2 separate regions of the Mus musculus genome follow, and region 2 is linked to region 1. Evidence: chromatin contacts called from public HiChIP or PLAC-seq data. All regions are on one chromosome and are shown on one strand. Each heading gives the region's core, a stretch centred on a gene start, on an enhancer-like site or on the middle of the called end of the contact. The rest is flanking DNA. Distances are from core to core; before and after follow the strand shown. Region 1 holds the start of Anks3 (ankyrin repeat and sterile alpha motif domain containing 3). Region 2 overlaps Sec14l5 (SEC14-like lipid binding 5).

Region 1 (5,026 bases), core at 2,439-4,938:
ATCGCTGAGCTCAGACATAGCTGCAGAGGGAGGCCCAGGGGTTAGTTCTTCTTCCCTGTCTGTTCCAAAGAGGAAACACTCCTACCAACGGCAGGCTATCACCTCAGATTCCTAAGAAAATGAAGCCACTAAGGGTGACTTACTTCCTCCTAACATCACCCAGCTGCTGGCAGTTTGAGGCCAGACAGAAGACGAGAACATCTGTGGAGCCATTAACTGTGATGCTGCACCTGCTTCATACCACAGGTTCTACATCAGATTCTCCAGGAGCCAGATGACCTTTCCACTGCTAGTAAAACAGTGCGAGTTGGATTATTTAGCGCTATTTGCTGAATTTGGGTGTACAGCAAAATTTAGCTGTGTCTAGCTTCTCCAGGTCCTAGTTCCCCATTAATGGACATGTATGTCTAAAGGGTTGCTGCTACAGATGCACAGAAGCTGGGTGTAGTGGCATACCTCTGTAATCCCAGCACTGGGAAAGTGGAAGAGAGGCAGGAAGATCATGAATTTAAGGTCAGCCTGGATGACATAACAAGTTTAGGCCAGCATACCTACACAGAGATCCTCTCTCAATAAAAGCAAGGGTGAGGCCCAGAAAGATGGCTCAGGGGTTAGGAGTTTGTATTGCTCTTACAGAGGACCCAAGTTCAGTTCCTTGCACCTATGTTCAGTGGCTTACAACTTCCTATAACTACAGCGCCAGAGGACCCAACACTCCCTCCAGTTTGAAGATCTGCATTCATGTGTGAACATACGACCCACTCCGCCCCCAGATACATGCATACATATCATTTTAAGTCTTCTAAAACAAACCAGGGCAGGAGAGATGGCTTAGCAGTTAAGAGAGTGTACAACTCTTACAGAGGACCCGAGTTCAATTTCCAGCATCCATATGACACAACTCACAGCTGCCGCCAGGGGATTCAATACACTCACATGCACATGTCCATACAGAAACACACATATACATAATTTAAAAAAAAATGTTAGGGGCTGGAGAGATGGCTCAGCGGTTAAGAGCACCAAGTGCTCTTCCGAAGGTCCTGAGTTCAAATCCCAGCAACCACATGGTGGCTCACAACCATCCATAATGAGATCTGATGCCCTCTTCTGGGGCATCTTCTGAACACAGCTAAAATGTACTTACATATAATAAATAAATCTTTGAAAAAAAAAGTTAAGGTTAAAAAAAAAACCATAAAGACCAGGAATGCAGTGCATTTGCATCTCCACAAATCACATGGAAGGCTATATATAGTGATGCCTGACTTAATTATGGCACTTGGGGAGATGGAGACAGGATTGTGAGTTCGAGACCAACCTGGTCTAGAGAGAGTTCCAGGACTACAAGAGTGAAACCCTCTCTCAGAAAGGAAAACAACAAGGTAAAACAACAACAAAACAGCTGGGAACATAGAATTTGTCTCAAAAAAGAAAGGGGGGGAGGGGAAGAGGAGAGAAAGGACGAGTAGGACAGGGGAAAAGAAAACCCTAGCAGACTGCAGAATGCAATCCTGATGTTACTTGAGCAGGAATCCAGCTATGCAACCCTTTTATGTATAACAGATGAACACAGGATGACAGGTGTATGGTTAGGAGTCCTTTCTTCTGGGTAATCCTACTCAAACCAAAGCCTAGCCATTTATCTTCTAACAGATTCTTAAGTCTGGGAGCAATAGGAAGCTAGTACAGGACAGGAAGAGTTCTGAGAGAGGTCAGGTGCCCCTCTGCATAAGGCCTTCAGCCACGAGTCCGAGCCCTACCAAGGCAAAGTCTGTGGGGGTCGGAGGTGAAGGGAGAAGAGATAACGGCAGTTTACAGTGAGTAGAGCCTCAGTTTCACTTTCTGCTCTTACCTGTGCAATGGCCACTGTTTTGTTTTGAGACAAGGTCCCACTGTGTAGCCCTGGATGACTTAGAACTCAATGTGTAGGCCAGACTAAACTTGATGGCACAGATACACTTGTCTTTGCTGAGATTAAAGGCCTGTGCCACATACGTAGATAAATGGTCACTGGTACTAAGCATTGGTGGGGGCCACCTCAGTGATCCCAAGCCACTTTAAGTGGCTGAGTCCTTCCGGGACAATATCGCAGTGCTCTGGCAAGGTTATTACGCTGAGGTTGGAACTGACCCTAACCTGACCCAACAGAGTCAAGAGTAGAACAGCAGGGTGGGAAGACCCGGGCTTTGGCACTGAACCCACCTGGGTCCCATCTCGGGGTCAAGACCACCACAGGAGTGGCCTCAAGGATACAGAGCACCACAATATCCATACTCAAGAGTTCTGGTGAACCCAGAAGGAAGCCCGAAGGAAGTATGACCCAGAAGGTACTAATTCCCTCGAGGCCCTTAAACACTCTAGCATTATCCTGTGTTGGTGAAAGCTGGGCCTGGCAGCACAACTTCCAGACGAGGCAGAAGAGTCAAATCCCAAGCCTGCCTGGGCAACTTAGTGAGACTAAAATATTTTAAAAGTAGAAAGATGGGCTGGAGAGATGGCTCAGCAGTCAAGAGCACTGACTGCTCTTCTGAAGGTCCTGAGTTCAAATCCCAGCAACCACATGGCTCACAATCACCAGACAACTACAGTGTACTTAGATTAAAACAAATATGTTTTTAAAAAGTAGAAAGATTGTTGAGGATCTATCTCAGTGATAAGCACTATATATACACAACTTGCAAGGACATAAGTTTACTTTTAAAAGTTATAAAAAGGACAACATACAACAGTTTGCCAGTCTCACGATGAGTGATGTGTGTGGGCTGGTAAGGTGAAAACAAGGCCTGTATCCTGGAAACACCAGCTTCTCCTGCTGCAAGGCCTGCGCTCAAGTAGCACCTAACCTAGTCTGAACCAACAGAATGGACACGTGCTTCCCCAAACTGGAAACCATAGGCGGATTAGCAGAACCCTGGAAGAACTCACACCTGCAACTCCAGCTCTTGGGGGGCTGAGACAATAGGACCGCCTTTGAGTTCAAGGACAACCTGGGTAACATTAGATGCTTACACTAAAAACATCCAACCCGCCAGCGTAGTGGCACCGGCCTTTAATCTCAGCATCTGGGAGGTAGATCTCAGTGAGTCTGTGGCCAGCCTGGTCTACACAGTGAGACACGCCCACAATCTCAAAAAACCAACACCCCCAAAAAATCGATTCAAGTAAAATAAAAGTTTCTATGTCTTCTGCACCTCTCTCTCTCAGAATTTCAGTTGCAGCCCTGATAAGTTATTCTTAAAATTCTTAAATCTTAGTTTTAAAAAAAATTCTATTCTGGAGGCAACTGTCATTCCTCCAAGAGATCCATGAAGGCCTCGAGGGAGCCCCTGCAGCCCAAATGTACGACGCAGTTCCGACCCTAGCGGTCCCGGCGACTATGCACGACCGCAGGCTCCCGTGTGGCTCAGCAGTCTGGCCGACACCTCGCGTGACCCCTTAGTTTAGCACCACGGCGGCGGGCCCGTGTCCCCAAACCCTGCGACAGGCAAACGCCAGGGCTGCCCACCCGAGCAGACTCAGGGCGCCTTGGGCCCCACCTCTCAGAGGGCCCTGCCGCGGCCCGGCCTACCTTGCAAGGCCTCAGGTTCCCGGGCCACCCTCCAGCGACAGCGGCTCGCCCCTCACCGGCCGACAGCCCTGCGCCCGGCCCACCCCGGAAGTAATCCTCGCACGGCGCAGAGCATCCCGGGAAGGTGACGGACGTTCTGTTATTGACACGCCACAGCAGCCCATGAGATGGCAGATACCGGCCCATTCGCTCGGGAGCCAATCCTGAGGCAGAGAGGCAGGCGGCGAGTCGCCAGGCCGCCGTGGGTGGCCGTACTCAGCACGGGGACAAGGCAAGTGGGCGGGCGGAGCGGCTGAGGCAAGTGGGAGACCGCGGAAACCCACGCGACGATGGGTGGGTCCTGGCTGCGGGTGGCAGGGAATGAGACCCTCCCCTCGGCTCTAGCACGGACTGCCTCGTCCCGCTGCCTTCCAGTTCCCTTGACAACGACGCCTGGCGCGGGGCGGGGCGAGGCGGGGCCAACTGGCTTTGAGGAGAAACACTGAGCCGCTCGGTCTTCTGAGCTCCTCCATGCTCTTTCCTCTGCGGGTCAAGCCTTCCTTCAACCCTCCCCGCCTTGCACACCTAAAGGACGATCAGTCCTGGGCGGCCCCCTTCACTTCGGTGATTCTGTGTCCTACCGCCAAAGCCCCTGGTAGGAAACATCTTTTGGTGCGTATACCAAAAGCGTCTCCACCTGTGGTTCCCAATTCAGGACAGCCAAGCACCCGTCCTTGCTCAAATGCCCTAAGACCCCACTCACTCCTCTGACGCAGCTCTGGTTTGGCACCGTTAGCTGATCTGCTTGGTCCGCTTGCTAGGCCTTCACCCACAATCCTAAAGTCCCTCTGCCCCTGAGGACTGAACGTGTTTTCTTTAGGGTGAGATATAAAAGGTGGAGCTGAGCCAGCGACTGGATTATAGAGACTCATTTGAGTGATGACTAAAAAAAAAAATCTCTTGAATAATGGATCTTAAACCTCTAATTCTAAAGATTATTTTTAATTATATTAATGAATTAGTTTGTATTTTAATTATGTGTATGGGTGTGAAGGTGGGTATGTGTACTCCAGTGCAGATACGAGTGGACGCCAGAGACGGGCTCTCCCTGAGGTTAAAGTTGCAAGTAGTTGTGGTTTTGGAAACTGAATTGTGATCCTCTATGAGAGCAGTAGAGGACACCACCATCTTGTGCACTCATGACTGCACATACCCACACATACAGTCCTGCTACCAAGTGACATAAGTTTGCAGAACCAGAAGGAAATGGGTAGAAACTAGAATTTTTGCGGGTGCATTTTCATCTACAGCTGATCAAGGCTTTGGGAAGGCTACCAATGCTAGTTTCTCCTTGAACACCCAGACACTGCCACCTCACCTTGTGTGCTCCACAGGACTCCTTGATGATGACAGACGGTGTCCTTTGAGTCCTGGCCCCCATGACATCCAAAGACAAAGCAGTGATGTCCTTGCCAG
Region 2 (5,120 bases), core at 1,560-4,059, 200 kb after region 1:
TGGGGCTGTTAGAGTCAGAGTCTGGGATCCAACGGCTCTAATAAGATAGGCTCAGCCATCCATCCTCAACGAGCTAGTTGAACAGAAATGTAATAGTGAAAAGTGGAGAAAGGAGATTTATTCACTATGGGCTCTCCTAAAGAACAATTAAAGTGAACTGGTGATCACTGCCCCCCTCCCCAACCCAGGTCCATCGTTGATGTCTTGATATGAGGTTTGGATTTAAATAGAAGGTGAGAGATCTGGGTAGCTAAGCACTCCTGACCAAGGTGTGGTTCCACACATCACCGACCCATCCCTGTCTGGGTTCTAGTCTCTTCTGCAAAGTGGCCTAGCAGTTTGTCAGAGCTGTATGACATCTCTTCCTGTGAGAGAAGCTGCGCCTTTGACTGGCACTAGGCTCAGCCTTTCCCTTCTTCTAGCATGAGGCTTCTGGGAAAATTCTAACTTCTCGAGGACCATTGTTTCAATAACCAAAGGGAGAGGCACAGTGTCTCTTTTAAAAAATTTATTTTATTTTTGAGATTATCATATAATTATATTTCCCCTTTCCCTTTCTTCCCTCCAAATCCTCCCTTGTTCCATTTCAAATTCATGACTTCTTTTATTAATTGTTTATACATACATACATATACATACATGCATATTATTCCTGAATATAAAGCACACCCTGCTCAGTCTGTAGAATGTCACTTGTGTCACTTGTGTCACTTGTGTGTTCTCAGGGATGCCCATTTGGTACTGGATAACCAATCGGTGTGCGCTGCCCTGGGGAAGATGATCTTTCCTGCTCTCAGCCTTCCTTAGCTGCCTGCCTTTCTTTGTGGAGGGCTGAGACCTCGTGGGCTTTCCCCCTCAAGTGTCTGGTTAGAATGTCTCCGTTCCTGCCAGGGTGAATATACAGCAATCCCAGAAGGCAGGAGTCTGAGGATGCATTTGCCCAGGGAGATAAGACCTCACGTATAGTCCCCATGGGACGGCATGTTTGCCTGAAGCCCAGCAGGACCACGTCTGCCCGCCACACTCCTGTGGCGGAATGGCTTCCTTGGCTTTCTGTGCTTCCTGACACCCCTTCTCCTTCAGGGCTAGGGCAGTGTCTCCTTCCTGGAGCTGAAGGAGCAGAGAGGATGCCACTGGCCTCAGATGTTGCCACTATTTTTGGAGTTTGTCTAGTCCCAGGTCTGAGGCACGTAGGTCTGATTGGGAGCCTCTAAACTGGGCACCGAGCTGCCTTCTCTGAACAATTGATCATTCGCTTGGGGGTCCGCTCGAGCTATCTTCAGCTACTACCCTGGGGTGGACCTCCAGTCCAGGACCTGCAGTAGCTTTGGGGACGGCAGCCTCAGGGGCACCCCTGATAGAGGACTCCTTGTTGTGGGACCTGATGACACTGATAAACCAAGATAAGGAGATTCTAACTGCTCTTCCCTAGCACCTAGCACTGCTTCAGCAGCTGGCCCAGAGAGGCTAAGTGCCCTGCCTGAAGTCACACAGCTCATACATGGTAGAATTAGCACCCGGGTAAGGAGGGAATCACATTATGACTCACACAATCATGCCATGGGATGAAAACACACACACACACACACACACACACACACACACACACACACACACTGATAATATACCATACTAGCCGGGTGGTGCCTACCTAGCATCCTAGCAGCTAGATCAGAAGTTTAAGGTCATCCTCCATACACAGTGAGTTCAAAGCCAGTCTGGGCCACATGAGATTCTCCCACAAACAAACAAACAAACAAACAAACAAGGAAAACCAGTAAAACCTTTGAGAGCAAGGCTGACAGCTTGCTTTGCACTCACAAGGCAATGGGTTCCATCTCCCAAACCATTGACACGTATGTACTATGATAAATATACGTGTTTATATGTAGAGCATCCTATGTATATCTACACAGACGTATACACTTGTACAGTTATTAGTGCATGTCGAATATACACAAATTCTCCACATAAGCTGTAAATACTTGCTAGAAATACTTATAATTATTTTTCTATGTTTATGTTCACATCCCTTTTGCATCAGGTATTTATCCACAATTAATTAATTAATTACTTTCTGAAACTGGCTCTCGTATATCTAAGGCTAGCCTTGAATTTGCTAGGAAGGCCATCCCCCTGCCTCTCCTTTCTAAGTGCTAACTCCTACTTTCGGGCATGTACTTAAGGTTTTGGTTTTTGTTTATTCTTATTTTTATTTTATGGGCATTTGTGTTTTGCTTGTATGTATGTCTGTGTGAGGTGATGGTATCCTGGAGTTACAGACAGTTGTGAGCTGCCACGTGGGTGCTGGGAATTGAACTCAGGATCTCTGGAAGAGCAGCCAGTGCACCTAACCACTGAGCCATCTCTCCGACCCCTTCTTTTCCTTTTCCTCCTTTTTCTTTTTCTCTTTCTTTTTCCTTTTCTCTGAGACAAAACGTTATGTGTAGCCTGGAACTCACGGTGTAAGACAGGCAGGCCTCTGAGGTGCATGGTATGATTCTCAGAGAATTTTTTGATTTTCCCAGAGAATTTTACTGATGCCCAGAGAATCAATAAAAATGCTTTGTGGAAAAAGAAAAGAGAAAAAGAAAGGAAAGTGGAAAGGGTTGGAAAGGTATTTCAGCAGGGAAAGGGGCCGCTGACAAGCTTGGTGGCCCGAGTTTGTCCCTGGGACCTACTTGGTGGGAGGAGAGACCCAGCCTCCTGCAGGTTGTCTCCTGACTTGCACACATGGGCTGTGGTACATGCTCCTCTCCTCAGGCAAATACATAAATGTACAAACTGAAAGCAAGAAAACAGGCAGACCTTGAATTTTCGTACCTTCCCCTGGCTCTGCCTACTGAGTGCTGGGATTGTTGGTGTGTGTGAGACCATGGCTGGCTCGTTCTAACCGTGTTCAGTCCTTTTTTCCCCTTTCTTTCATTTTTGATTTAAGCTTTCCCCATGTGTTGTGTGTAGGTGTGGCATGTGTGCGTGTGAGATTCCTCCATGGAGGGTTTGGGAATCAGACTCAGGTCACCAGGCCTGATGGACAGTGTCATTAACAGCTGGTCACGCTTGCTTTCTTCTTAAAAAAAGATTTCAGTATATTCTTGTGTGCACGTGCGTGCGCGTGCCTGTGTGTGGGGGGGGGAGGGGAAGGGATCCCAGGGACCCTTTATATAAGCCCATGTAGTCTATAAATAGAAATAGTTTCACTTCCTTTCAGTCTAGAACCTGAACTGTGGTTTTAAATAGAAGCAAGGAGAACTCACACCAGAGTCTGATTTCTGACCTGAGGGTGAAGCATTAAGTCTTTCACTCCTGAGTGTGAGGTTACCTATGGGTTTTTTCCTATGTGGCTGACAGTTTATTGGCAATTTTCTTTAATCAGAAGGGGGTGTTGCATTTTATCAGGGTCTCTGTCTCCCTGTCTGTCTCTGTCTCTCTTTCTCTCCAACCCTCTGGGCAGTTGTGTAAGTTCATTTGACGTTCAGCAGTTACCTCGCATCCATATTAACAGTAGGCTTTTGTATGTGGTGATGGTAACACAGAGCTTGTTTGGAGAACCCACACTCTCATTACATTTTCTGGACAAACATACATGCATGAGATATGGAACATTTCTTCTCAATGTGCACGTCTGAGGTCTCATGTCCTTAATGTGAATTTCTAGAGTTCTCTGATTGCCTGAGGGTCACTCTTCTTGAAGCCACCACCCCAAGGATTCTCACCTCAGTGTTGGTGGTGTATTCCCACTAGTGCCTTGCATATGGCAGGACAGCCCCTATTTCCTCAGGAAACCCTTCTTTGTGGGACCCACTCTGATTGGCCCAGGTTGGAAAACAGGACTCAGGTCTTTTTCTGAGATTTTTTTTTTCTTTTAGTGTTGAGGGTAGGAACTAGACTTAATGACCCAGGCTGTCATTCCCACCACTGAGAAAGCTGCAAGGTGGCTTTTGACTGCAGAATGAGTTCAAGGACAAGTTGGTCAGTTTAGGGAGACCCTGTCTCAAAATAAAAAAGTAAAGCAGTCTGAGGATGTAGCTTGATGTTAGGGTGCTTGCTTGCTTGCTTGGGTTCAATCCCCAATACCACCAAAATAAATAAATGAAAATAATTAAAAATGTCTCGATGGTGTCTTGTCTCACTGTTCTGAAAAGGGGCCAAGATGTGTGTGCTGGGTGCTTCTGTCCAGGAACAGTCTCTCTCAGGAAGGAACCTCCTCCTTACCGGCTCTCTGTCCACAGGCCTACGAGAAGCGCTTCCCCACCTGCCCGCTTATCCCAGTCTTTCTGGGGAGTGAAGTCCTGGGCGAGTGGCGGAGCACAGATGGGGCAGTGCACACCGTGGAGCGGAGCTGCAGGCTGCGAGTGGATGCCCCGCGGCTGCTGCGGAAGGTGGGCACGGGGCTGGGGTCCCGGTGTGCAGGGTGTGAACGGATTCACTTAGGGTGGAGTGGGGACACCAGAACCTTGAGATCTGGTAGGGCTAGTAGCCAGGGAGCCCAGGCTCAGCGTCTGGGAACCAGAGCTAGATGCGCATCTGGGGGACATGGAGTGGGGTGCGGGTCTACGAGTTTGGGCCACAGCTTGGTGGCTGGAGGTGGCTGGGTGGTGGAAGTGACTGGGTGGCAGTGTTGCATCGGGACTGGGAAGAGGGCCAGGCCAGAATGTCTGGTGACAGGACAAAGGATCCCCGATGGCTTCAAGTGGGTGTGTGGGTGTGGGTGTGTGGGTGTGTGGGTGTGTGGGTGTGTGGGTGTGTGGGTGTGGGTGTGTGGGTGTGGGTGTGTGGGTGTGGGAGTGTGGGAGTGTGGGTGTGTGGGTGGGTGGGTGGGTGGGTGTGTGGGTGTGTGGGTGTGTGGGTGTGGGTGTGTGGGTGTGTGGGTGTGTGGGTGTGTGGGTGTGGGTGTGTGGGTGTGTGGGTGTGTGGGTGTGTGGGTGTGTGGGTGTGTGGGTGTGGGTGTGTGGGTGTGTGGGTGTATGGGTGTGGGTGTGTGGGTGTGTGGGTGTGTGGGTGTGTGGGTGTGGGTGTGTGGGTGTGTGGGTGTGGGTGTGTGGGTGTATGGGTGTGGGTGTGTGGGTGTGTGGGTGTGGGTGTGTGGGTGTGTGGGTGTGTGGGTGTGTGGGTGTGTG

Evidence for each region. HiChIP or PLAC-seq counts read pairs in DNA pulled down with a chosen protein or histone mark.
Region 2: a contact with region 1 is called in an H3K4me3 HiChIP or PLAC-seq map of pro-B cells, with 2.3 times the contacts expected there. The contact joins the enhancer-like site here to the promoter of Anks3 in region 1. A contact is called at or near these places in 4 of 39 promoter capture datasets (the C10 cell line, HPC-7-derived erythroid cells and liver), 6 of 484 Hi-C or Micro-C datasets (the 3T3-L1 cell line, bone marrow-derived macrophages, embryonic fibroblasts and 2 more), 11 of 115 datasets of contacts at active chromatin or transcription factors (the NIH/3T3 cell line, bone marrow-derived macrophages, cardiomyocytes and 7 more) and 3 of 9 other capture datasets (adipose tissue, liver and pancreatic islet).

The regions. Positions count from the first base shown.
Region 1 is chr16:4,960,549-4,965,574 of GRCm38.p6, forward strand. It overlaps Anks3 (ankyrin repeat and sterile alpha motif domain containing 3), which reads right to left and starts at 3,689. Exons shown (of 17, transcript NM_028301.4): 1 at 3,572-3,689; 2 at 1-20. The coding sequence starts at 18. It also overlaps 4930451G09Rik.
Region 2 is chr16:5,161,357-5,166,476 of GRCm38.p6, forward strand. It overlaps Sec14l5 (SEC14-like lipid binding 5), which reads left to right. Exons shown (of 16, transcript NM_001127725.1): 3 at 4,233-4,382. Among named protein-coding and RNA genes, the nearest start is that of Sec14l5, 17 kb to the left of the region's middle. Within about 2 kb of position 2,810, at least 11 of the 459 cell types and tissues checked have an H3K27ac peak or open chromatin away from gene starts, as enhancers often do. A contact at or near this core is called in pro-B cells, where this site is marked.